Linked DNA regions of Mus musculus: regions 1 and 3 are each linked to region 2. Evidence: chromatin contacts called from public Hi-C and Micro-C data. All regions are on one chromosome and are shown on one strand. The core of a region is the stretch at or near the end of the contact, and the rest is flanking DNA. Distances in the headings are between cores, read along the strand shown.

Evidence for each region. Hi-C and Micro-C count contacts between places; a contact is called where the count stands out from the background.
Region 1: a Micro-C map of embryonic stem cells shows a contact between it and region 2, with 2.2 times the contacts expected there. The contact joins the enhancer-like site here to the promoter of Spo11 in region 2. A contact is called at or near these places in 6 of 39 promoter capture datasets (the 3T3-L1 cell line, cranial neural crest, frontonasal cranial neural crest and 3 more), 1 of 484 Hi-C or Micro-C datasets (embryonic stem cells) and 2 of 115 datasets of contacts at active chromatin or transcription factors (both in embryonic stem cells).
Region 3: a contact with region 2 is called in a Hi-C map of pro-B cells, with 2.9 times the contacts expected there. The contact joins the enhancer-like site here to the promoter of Spo11 in region 2. A contact is called at or near these places in 2 of 484 Hi-C or Micro-C datasets (CD4 T cells and pro-B cells), 2 of 115 datasets of contacts at active chromatin or transcription factors (memory CD8 T cells and thymic regulatory T cells) and 1 of 9 other capture datasets (embryonic stem cells).

Annotation. Positions count from the first base shown.
Region 1 is chr2:172,521,211-172,524,522 of GRCm38.p6, forward strand. No RefSeq gene overlaps it. Among named protein-coding and RNA genes, the nearest start is that of Gm35864, 3.7 kb to the left of the region's middle. Within about 2 kb of position 1,516, at least 5 of the 459 cell types and tissues checked have an H3K27ac peak or open chromatin away from gene starts, as enhancers often do. A contact at or near this core is called in embryonic stem cells, where this site is marked.
Region 2 is chr2:172,978,482-172,981,910 of GRCm38.p6, forward strand. It overlaps Spo11 (SPO11 meiotic protein covalently bound to DSB), which reads left to right and starts at 1,361. Exons shown (of 13, transcript NM_012046.2): 1 at 1,361-1,543. The coding sequence starts at 1,413. Gm52538 (a long non-coding RNA gene) reads right to left here and starts at 639. Exons shown (of 3, transcript XR_003953974.1): 1 at 597-639.
Region 3 is chr2:173,468,393-173,471,831 of GRCm38.p6, forward strand. No RefSeq gene overlaps it. Among named protein-coding and RNA genes, the nearest start is that of 1700021F07Rik, 52 kb to the right of the region's middle. Within about 2 kb of position 1,564, at least 62 of the 459 cell types and tissues checked have an H3K27ac peak or open chromatin away from gene starts, as enhancers often do. A contact at or near this core is called in memory CD8 T cells, pro-B cells and thymic regulatory T cells, where this site is marked.

The DNA of each region.
Region 1 (3,312 bases), core at 266-2,765, 460 kb before region 2:
CTTTGAACTTGTGACCCTGGGTAGCTGGGCTGTCAGACCCCAGGAGTGTTCAGCCCAACTTTATCAACAGCATCAACTGCGTCTCTCTCTCTCTCACTCACTCTTTCTCTCTTCCTCCCTCCCTCTCCCTTTCTCTCCCTCCCTCCTTCCCTCCCTCCTTCCCTCCCTCTGTTCCCCCCCCACACACACACACACAGTTGTCCTTCTCTGTGTGTTTTGCTTCTACACAGGATCTGAGGTGGCCAGAACCAACCTCAAGCTCACCATGTGGCTGAAGGTGGGTTGGACAGGGCTTGCAGTTAACAACTGCTTTGTTGTTTTCATTTTTCACTATTTATTTTTACGAGGCGGGATCTTGTTCTGTAGCCCTGGCTGTCCCAATATATTGGTCGCAATATATAGACCAGGCTGACCTCAGACTCACAGAGATCCGATTGCCTCTGCCTCCAAAGTGCTGGGGTTAAAGGCAAGCAATTGCTTCTTAGTTATAAAACGAGGACACCTCTATGATCCACATAAAACCATGGGAAAAATGGAATAAAGTAAAAAATTAAAAGCAGCTGTCGGAGCCCTTCACCTCCAGAACAATTTTACAGGACTTCGCATGCCAGCTTGGATTTCATTAGTATCCAAGTGGGTGAGCTCCACTTGCCCTCGAACCTGCAAAAGTGCGTTCACACCCCGGCCCACCCCACCCTGAATTCAGCACGCGACCACTCGTGGAAGTCCTGACTCCCAGGCTGTATCCAAGCAGGCTGAAGCAGCACAGACTCGGTTAACAGGAGTGACTTTCAGAACTGTCAGTACTGGATTCTGGAATCTACCATGTCTAGTGCTGGGGATGTGACCAGAGGTGACCTTTGCCCCTAAGCAGCCAGCTCCCTTCTTTCCCCTTGCTCTTCATTCTGCACGTCCTTGGTGCTTCCTCTGTGCCCTGGTTCCCCTTGATGTGAGAGGCCAACAAGTGGCCAGCACTGCTGGAGCTTGGCAGAGCCGGGCAGATCACCCTCACATTCAGAAACAGATGTGGCTGGTTTTCTTACAACCACTTGCCGTGTTCTATCTCCAAGAAGCTCAGGAGTACAGGGATCCCAACAAAAATCCTAGCTCAGCTCAGAGCTCGGTTGACAGAATGCTTGCCCAGAACACACACGGCCTAGGGTTCCATCCCAGTACCTCATAACCCGGTGTGCTGATGCTCATGGGACTCCCAGTGCTTAGAAGCAAGAGAATCAGGAGGTCAAAGTACGAGCTATGTAGAAAGTTCCAGACCACTCTAAGCACCATGATTCCAGGTGAGGGGGGGGGGGGGAGGAAAGACCTAAACGAACAAAAAAAAAAAAAAAAAAAATCCTACCGTACAAGGCAAGCCTTGAGGAAGCACTCGCTGAGGGAATTATTGAGCAATTTTTGCTTCCCGCTGTGGGTTCACCTCTGCATGAAGCTTCATAAAAGATCCTGACGCCCTACGCATTGCTGGCCCCGGGCTACAGGAGGTGAAATCTCGCTGCAGCTCAGATTCCTGAGACAGGTGCGCCTGAGTGGTCACCAGGCTGTCCCAATCTCAGGGCAGATCAGGGGGCCCCTCCCAGGCTCCGATTCAGGAGTTCTGGGTGAACCCCAGCAACGTAAATTTCAACGTAAATTTCTAGTGAGTGTTCTTCTAGGAAAGGCTGATGCTCTTGGGGGTCTCTTTAGGAGTGGAAGTTGGAGAGTTCCCCTAGCAACGGCCATTGAGGTAAAAGATCCCACAGAACCAACCAGGAACCAGAAGGCTCCACCTTCGGCTCAGCCAGGTGGCCGCTCTTCCTGGGCCATGTGGCTCCCTGCCGCATCTGCCACTGACAACGGCCCCTGGAGGGAAACTGGGCTCAGGCAGATGTTCAGTAGCCTAACTTCATAGTAAGTTTTCTTCTGCCATGGGCTAAATACACCGTAGATTCTCATCAGCCATGGGCGACAGACACGGTGGATTCATCCTCCGGCCTCAGTCACCGTACCTGCCAAAGGGGCGGGGGCGGGGGTGGGGGTGGGCAGAAGTGATTGGCCCAACAGAATCAGGTCCAGTAAGGGTGGATGGGGACAGAGAGCCAGAGCGGGCTATATTTGCTGGCCTTGCAGAATCCTATACCTACGGTTAACTTGCGTGTGCCTACAAGGAAAATAAGAAGCTAAAGTCAGGAAAACTCTAGGTTTGGAAGACACGAGGACCACTGTTAAAGTGTTACCTTCCAGACTTGAAAGGGAACCATCAGGGTGTTCTAACCCCACCCCACCCCCAGCCCCCCATCTTGCCCCAGTTGCCAGCTACTTCTCTAGCTCATTCTTCTCAATTTTGATATCTGAAATACTTCACGTTTGAAATTTTTTGGTAGATGGTTGTGGCGCTCCGCCTTCCTGTCTTCACGCGAGCCTTGCCTGTGGCTGAGCTTTAACAACATTTTAACTAAATTTTTTAAATCACATTTATTTATTGTTTTCTAGTTGAGGGTGTGTAGTGCAGACGTGGAGGTCAGAGGACAGCTTTTGGGGAGCCAATCTTCCACTTGTGTCATTTGGGGCCCACGGGTTGACGGCTTGGCCGTAAGGGCCTTTCCCCACTGGAACCTCTTGCCAGCCTAGCGTCACTTTGCGGCTATGGATGACGCTCTCGCTGTCTCCTGTCTGGAAAGAGTCACCTTTTCCTTCCCCGGTGTATCTCCTAATGGCACCTCTGAAGAATGTGGAAGGACACCTTTTACTGCGTGCCTGTCCCCCCATGCAGGTGGATTTCTGTTACTTCCAGGGAAGCCTGGTCTACTTAATGAGCTCCAGGCCAGGACTCTGTGTTCACAAAGACCTTCGTGACCTTGTGTCCTACATAAATAAATAAATAAATAAATAAATAAATAAATAATAGATAGATAGATAGGAAGAAAGAAAGAAAGAAAGAAAGAAAGAAAGAAAGAAAGAAAGAAAGAAAGAAAGAGGAAGGGAGGGAGGGAGGGAGGGAGGGAGGAAGGAAGGAAGGAAAATATTATTGCACTATTGCAGGGAGCAGCGGCTCGTGCTGGTAATCAGTGTTCACGGGGCTGAAGAGATGGAGCCGCCGTGGTTAAGTGCACTGGATGCTCTCTCAGAAGACCCGGGTTCAGTTCCCAGTGCCCACATGGTGGCTCCTATCTATCGCCTTAGTTCTAGGAAATCTGATGCTCCTGGCCTCCTCTGGTACCTTGAACACACATGGTGTAAACACACACACATGCATGTGCACGCATGCCTGCGTGAATACAAATAAATTTGTTTGTTTGTTTGTTTGTTTTCGGGCTATCT
Region 2 (3,429 bases), core at 111-2,610:
CTAGGCTCCACTCCATAGTTACTTGGCAATAGCCAGCTGGGCCTGACTCATTATAAAAGGGGTTGCTTGCCCCCTCCTCTCTCTCTCTCTCTCTCTCTTGCTCTCCTGTCCTTGCTCTCTTCCCCTCTTCCCCCTCTTTCCCCATTTCCCTCCCCCCTTCCTCCCCCCCATGTGCTCATAGCCAGCCTCTACTCCTCTATCCCCACCCCCCCTTTCTCTCAACTCCCTTCCCCATCCATGCCCTAAATAAACTCTATTCTATACTACAGAATAGTATAGGGAAGTGTGGCTGGTCCCTCAGAGGGAAGGGATGCCTCAGCATGGGCATGCAGAGAGGAGGCTGTTATTTCTGCCACTAGACTATTAGAAATAAAAACTATCAACTGGGGCCTGTGGTCAGGTGGCTCTCACGGGATCAGTCCCAGCATCTCTCATACACCTTGATTCAAGCCACTTTGGTCCAGTCAGTTTTTTACCTCATCCCAGTCTCTCTTTGTTAAGGATACGGTTCTAAGAGTCAAGGCTCCTCTAGGACTTCAGAAATCCCACCTTCTGCTCTAGAAGGCTCAGAGAGAATAAAGCGAGACATGTCTTACCGTAGGTCTGCAAGGAGAGGAAGTGATATTCACGCTATTAAGGCTTAGGATGGAAATACTATTTTCAGATAAGCAACAACTTTTTATATATTTTTAAAAATTCACTTTTTTTAAAAAAATATTTTTATGTGTGAGTACCACATGCATGCAGGAACCCACAGAGGCCAGAGGGCATGAGGTCCCATGGAAGTGTAGTTTTAGGCAGATATGAGTTGCCTGGCGGGGGTCCTAAGAAATGAATGAACCTAGGCTCTCTACAAGTGCATTAAAATTCTTAACGCCGAGCTTTCCCCAACGACAATCTTCTTAATAAAAGCAAATCCCAAACATGTTTTGGACAGTAAAAAGCCTTTAATCCCGGCACACAGGAGGAGGCAGGTGGAGAGGACCTGGTACAGAGGCAGGAAGCCAAACCAGGCAGAAATGTTTCCCTTCTCCCATACCTATCCCCAGGTCCATGACCGTCCTAGTGAAAAGTTGTAATTATTACCTCCCCAAATGACCCCCCAAAAGAGCTTTGCAAGTATTATTTCCCCTAAGTTATCAGACCAAGAAAACCTCGACCCCAGAGATCTGCATCTGAGAGCTTCATGTCCTCCCTGAAGGGTAGTGTGTGTGTGTGTGTGTGTGTGTGTGTGTGTGTGTGTGTGTGTGTGTGTGTGTGTGTGTTGGGGGGGCGCCTCAGAGGCCCCTGCGCCTGCGCACTCTGCTCCGCGGGCTGTCCCGCGGTCAGTGGTGCAGTGCGCATGCGCGTGGCTAGAGCGCGGAAAGGTTCGCAGGGGCAGGAGGCCTCAGAGCGGCTCCGCATCCGCCATTATGGCGTTCGCGCCTATGGGGCCCGAGGCCTCGTTCTTCGACGCCCTGGATCGGCACAGGGCTTCCCTGTTGGCCATGGTGAAGAGAGGCGCAGGGGAGACCCCTGCCGGGGCCACCCGCGTGGCCTCTAGGTACAGCAGCTCGGCAGGGCCATGGAAAGCCCGGGAAGGTTCCTCGTGGCGCCGAGGTGGCCTCCGTGGGGAGAGCGTCGGAGGCCACGTCCGAGCCCCGAAGTCGGTGCTCCCTAGTGCTCCCTGGTGGTGACCGGGACCCTGTACACACCAGATGTTTTCTAGAATGTTCCAGGCGCCCCGCTCTGGCTTAGTTCCTAGGTTTATCAGTGTCCTTTATAGTCAGAGAGCTTGAGACTTGCTTTGGATTTATGGGGCTTTGTCTTGTTTTGTTTTGTTTGTTTTTGTTTTTGTTTTAAATGAAAGCTGGGCTTTAATTTCAGCACCGGGAGGCTGAGGCAGGCAGGTTTCTGAGTTTGAAATCAGTAGTTCCAGAATAGCCAGGGCTGTTAGACAGAGAAACCCCATGTTGAAAAAAAATTGTGTGTGTGTGTGTGTGTGTGTGTGTGTGTGTGTAAAATAGGTTTGGGAGTGAGGGATAGAAGAGGAAAGAGAAAGTGAAAAGCGTTTACTCTCTGAACTACCACTAATTAATTTCTCAGAACTAACAAGGACATCATCACATTTTAAGTAATTTATAATAAGACTTTTTTTTTTTTAACCTGAAGGGAACAGATGAACATATTGTAAGTAATTTCTTCACAACCAACTACAGAGACTCTCCTACGGTTCACCTGACTATATCTTGACCTTCAGTATTTGTCTCAGCCTATTCCAAACTTTGAAAAAAATTGTGTTAGAAAATAGTAAATGTTTTAAAATCCATTTTCTGATCTATCCCCCCCCCCACATACACACAGTAGAAACGTTGAGAATTGTGTGGTTGTTAAAACTCAACATTTTGCCCATCTTCTTTGTTTAGCTTGGCTTTCCTCCTTAGGCAATGTGCCAATGTTGCTTAAAATGATTGAGATATATATTTTTTTTAAACTGATGGTTTGTGAAATTAACAGCCAGCTGGAGAAAGCTGGGTTCAGTCTTGATATTTTGTGGTAAAGAGGCATGATTTTTTTGTGGCCAAGTGAACTATTTAGTACAAAATTCATTTTTTTTTCTTTTCTTGTAGTGATTAATTTTTTTCCTTTTGAATCATTACAATTTAAGATGGTTAATTTTTAGTCATGATATCAATTTTAGGGCAATGTGCTATAAGAAAGTATGTATGTGTGTGAGAGCGAGCGCGCTTGCTCACTTGCAGGAGCGTATATGTGTGTTAATGTTTCTGCATTGAATTCTTGGGAAGGAAGTTCAAAGCTAGTCTTACATCATCCTCAGTTAAAACATTTTTACAGTAGTATTTCAAGCCAAGTCTGTATTGAAGTTCAGCGACATTGAAGTAAGTTAATGTGAGCAAATAAAAAATGTATTTGTAAGTTATATTAGCTCGTCATTAATGCAAAAGGGTTCTTTGAAAGAGGAATTTACAGGTAAATCTAATTTTTTGTAAGTAAGCGCTATGAGAACAGTTGTTGGAATCCATGCCAAGGTAAGAATTTGGTAAGAGAGATGGTTACTGACATGTGTTTGCAAGGCTTAAAGAGACAAACAGAAGCGAGGAGGGGTGGTCCACATCTGCAATCCCACCATCCAGGAAAGCAAGGGAGGATTGTGGGTTTGAGGCCATTCTGAACTTCATGGTGAGTTCCAGGTTAGCCTTTGCTACCTTGTGAGACCTTGTCTCCAAAAGCAAGACAAAACAAAACAACAAAAATATGATGAAATAAAGAAATTGTGCCAGGTGGTAGATGTCCATGCCTTTAATTCCAGCACTTGGGAAAGAGAGGCAGGCAGATCTCTTGAGTTTGAGGCCAGCCTGGTCTACAGAATGAGTTCCAGGACATCTAGGGCTCCACAGAGAAATCCTGTTGGGGTGGGGATTGGGAGGT
Region 3 (3,439 bases), core at 314-2,813, 490 kb after region 2:
TCAGTTACTTAGTAAGTTCATGGTCAGTTTGGGCTACACGCGCCCCACACCCCCACACAAGCTTCCTCCTGTCAATGGGCAAGGTATCAGTCCCTTTGGGACATGACTGTGATACAGGCCACATTTGTAAAGGAGTAGACACACACACACACACACACACACACACACACACACACACACACTCACCGCCCCTTGGAGGATGACAGCTACTGGTTTCCACAACTTGCCTGGTGATCTGTTAAATGAGGGACAAATCAAAAAATCAAATGCATTTTGTACTGTGGTAAATGTTGTGGTCCCCCAGCCTCTGCTTGGGGGGCTCACTGCCATCCTGACACAGACACAAAGGTGCCAGACAACGTGGAAATCAAAGTCTTGCACTGCATTCTTGGGAGAAATGAGTTTTGAAAGCAGGCCACTGCCCCAAACCAGCAGGGCAGAGGCAGGTCAAGCAGGGAACCTTGGCAGCATGGAGACCACTGGAGCCAGAAGTCCAGGGATAGCAGCATGGGGGTTTTGATCATTGCCAAAGACTGCATGGAATAGTCTAGAATTTCTGATGGGGGCTTCAGTGTAATCTAAGAGAGACCCCACAACCTCCTGACTTTCATCTCAAGGAGCCCTCAGACCCTCTGAGTAATGGGGAACAGAAAGAGTACATATGAAATATTTCCAGAACTTTCTCTACGACAGAGTCCCTCCTGCATGCACATGGCCAGAGGCTCATCTTGCTGCAGGAAGGGTACATTCTTACATCAGCTCCTATCTACCACCCTGTCCTACCTAAGGACAGGGACAGCCCATGCTCCCCGGGAGTCTACAGAGCACCCCACTCCAATCTCCCCACATGCAGCATGTTTGTGGGGTCACAGAGGAGCCTGGAGGAGACAGCATTCAACACAGATTCTCTGAGAAGGTTTGGGAGGAGTTTGAGGTCAAGAATAAAGGGAGAAAAAGAACCTGGTTTGTTAATCCCACTGGTCGAGAATAAGACCACTACCACCATTTTTGAGCCAAATTTGGAACAAGTTTTATTTTATTGGGGCACACCAGAAAACTGACCAGGGACTGTCCCCTAAGTCGGGTTCAAGAGATATGCTAGGTCTATTTCTCAGCATGAGAAGTATGAGAAGTCGCAAAGCAGTTTAACAGACGTTACAGTAGGGCAGTTGAGAAATACAGAAAAATCTCAGAAAAACAAAAACCTCAAAAAAAACCCCAAAAACCAACCAACCAACAAAACCAGCCATCTTCATGTGGCCCCAGATTAGGGGGGGGGGTCAGGATGTTCTCAAAAACAAGTCAATGTCATGGGTTTGGGCAGGTCAGGTTCCAGGAAACAGAAACTTAAAACCCCAGCTCTTAGAGTAAAGTTACTTTTAACAAATCAACAGAATGGCTTCTGCCTTCAAAATAGAGTCAGGCAGGCTCCTCGTGGCTTGACTAAGAACATCCTCGTAGTCTCAGACATTTGACTGCTTGGTCCCCTGTTAACAGAGCTGTTTGGAGGTTTAGGAGATGTGGGCTTGTGGGAGGAAGTGTGCCACTGGGGGCGGGCTTTGAGGTTTCTGAACCGTGCATCATTCACCGTCCACTCCTGTCACCTGCTTGAGGGCTGAGGTGTGAGCTCAGCTGTGCCTGCACCGCGTCTTCCTTCCACCATCACACACTTCCACCTTTGAAACTGCAAGCCTGAGTCACACTTTCTTCAGTAAGTTGACTTGGCTGTGGTGTTTTGCCACACAATAGGACACTAGCTAGTTCTGAAGTTGGCATCTGAGAATGGCCTATTGCTGTGCCAGACCTGGCCATGTGTTTTGGGGGAATGTGGAAGAGTTTGGGCCTTTGAGCTTAAACAAAACAAAACAAAAACAATGCTTAAACACTGTAATCGGAGGACGATTGTTCTTCTTCACGGGCTCTTGGAAGACAATAGGGCCATATCACTTTAAATGTGAGTGGTCTAATTATATCAGCTAAAAACAAACTGCCGAAACAGAAAAGAAATGGGAGCCAATTGTGTAACAAAGTGTATATTAGGAGTACACCTTAAAAAGGAGGTCAGAAGGATACACATTGGTAAGGAAGAAGTCAAGATATCACTATTTGCAGATGATATGATAGTATGCATAAACAACCCCCAAAATTCCACCAGAGAGCTCCTATAGCTGATAAACAACTTCAGCAAAGTGACTGGATATAAATTTAACCCAAACAAATCAGTAGCCTTCCTCTACTGAAAGGATAAACAGGTTGCAAAAGAAGTTAGGGTAACAACACCCTTCACTATAATCACAAATAATATAAAATACCTTGGTGTGACTCTAACCATGCAAGTGAAAGAGTTGTATGACAAGAACTTCAAGTCTCTAAGGAAAGAAATTGAAGAAGACTTCAGAAGATGGAAATATCTCCCATGCTTATGGATTAACATAGTAAAAATGGCCATCTTACCAAAAGCAATCTACAGATTCAATGAAATCCACAACAAAAATTTCAATTCAATTCTTCACAGAGATAGAAAGAACAATTCTTAAACTCATCTGGAATAACAAAAAACTATTCTCAACAATTAAAGAACTTCTGAGGGAATCGCTATCCCTGATCTTAAGCTATACTACAGAGCAATAGTGATAAAAACTGCATGGTACAGAGACAGGCGGGTAGGGGTAGATCAATTGAATAGAATTGAAGACCCAAAAATAAACCCACACACACCTATGGCCACTTGATCTTTGACAAAGAAGCCAAAACTACCCATTGGAGAAAAGACAGCATATTCAACAAATGTTGCTGGTTCACTGGTGGTGGGCATGTAGAAGAATGCAAACTGACCCATTCTTATCTCCTTGTACAAAGCTCAAGTTCAAGTGGATCAAGGACCTCCACATAAAGCCAGATACACTGAAACTAATAGGAGAGAAAGTGGGAAAGAACCTTGAACTCATTGACACAGGAGAAAATTTCCTGAACAAAACACCAATGGCTCGGGCACTAAGATCAACAATTGACAAATGGAATCTCATAAAATTGAAAAGCTTCTGTAAGGCAAAGGACACGGTCAATAGGAAAAAAACCCAGCAACCTACAGATTGGGAAAAGATCTTTACTAGCCCTACATCCAATAGAGGGCCAATATCCAAAATATACAAAGAACTCAAGAAGTTAGACTCCAGAGAACCAAATAACCCTATTCAAAATGGGGTACAGAGCTAAACAAAGAATTCTTAACTGAGGAATCTCGAATGGCCTAGAAGCACCTAAAGAAATGTTCAGTATCCTTAGTCATCAGGGAAATGCAATCAAAAGGACCCTGAGATTCCACCTCACACCAGTCATAATGGCTAAGATCAAAAACTCAAGTGACAGCAGATGCTGGCGAGGATGTGGAGAAAGAGGAACACTCCTCCATTGCTTATGGGATTGCAAGCTGGTAAAA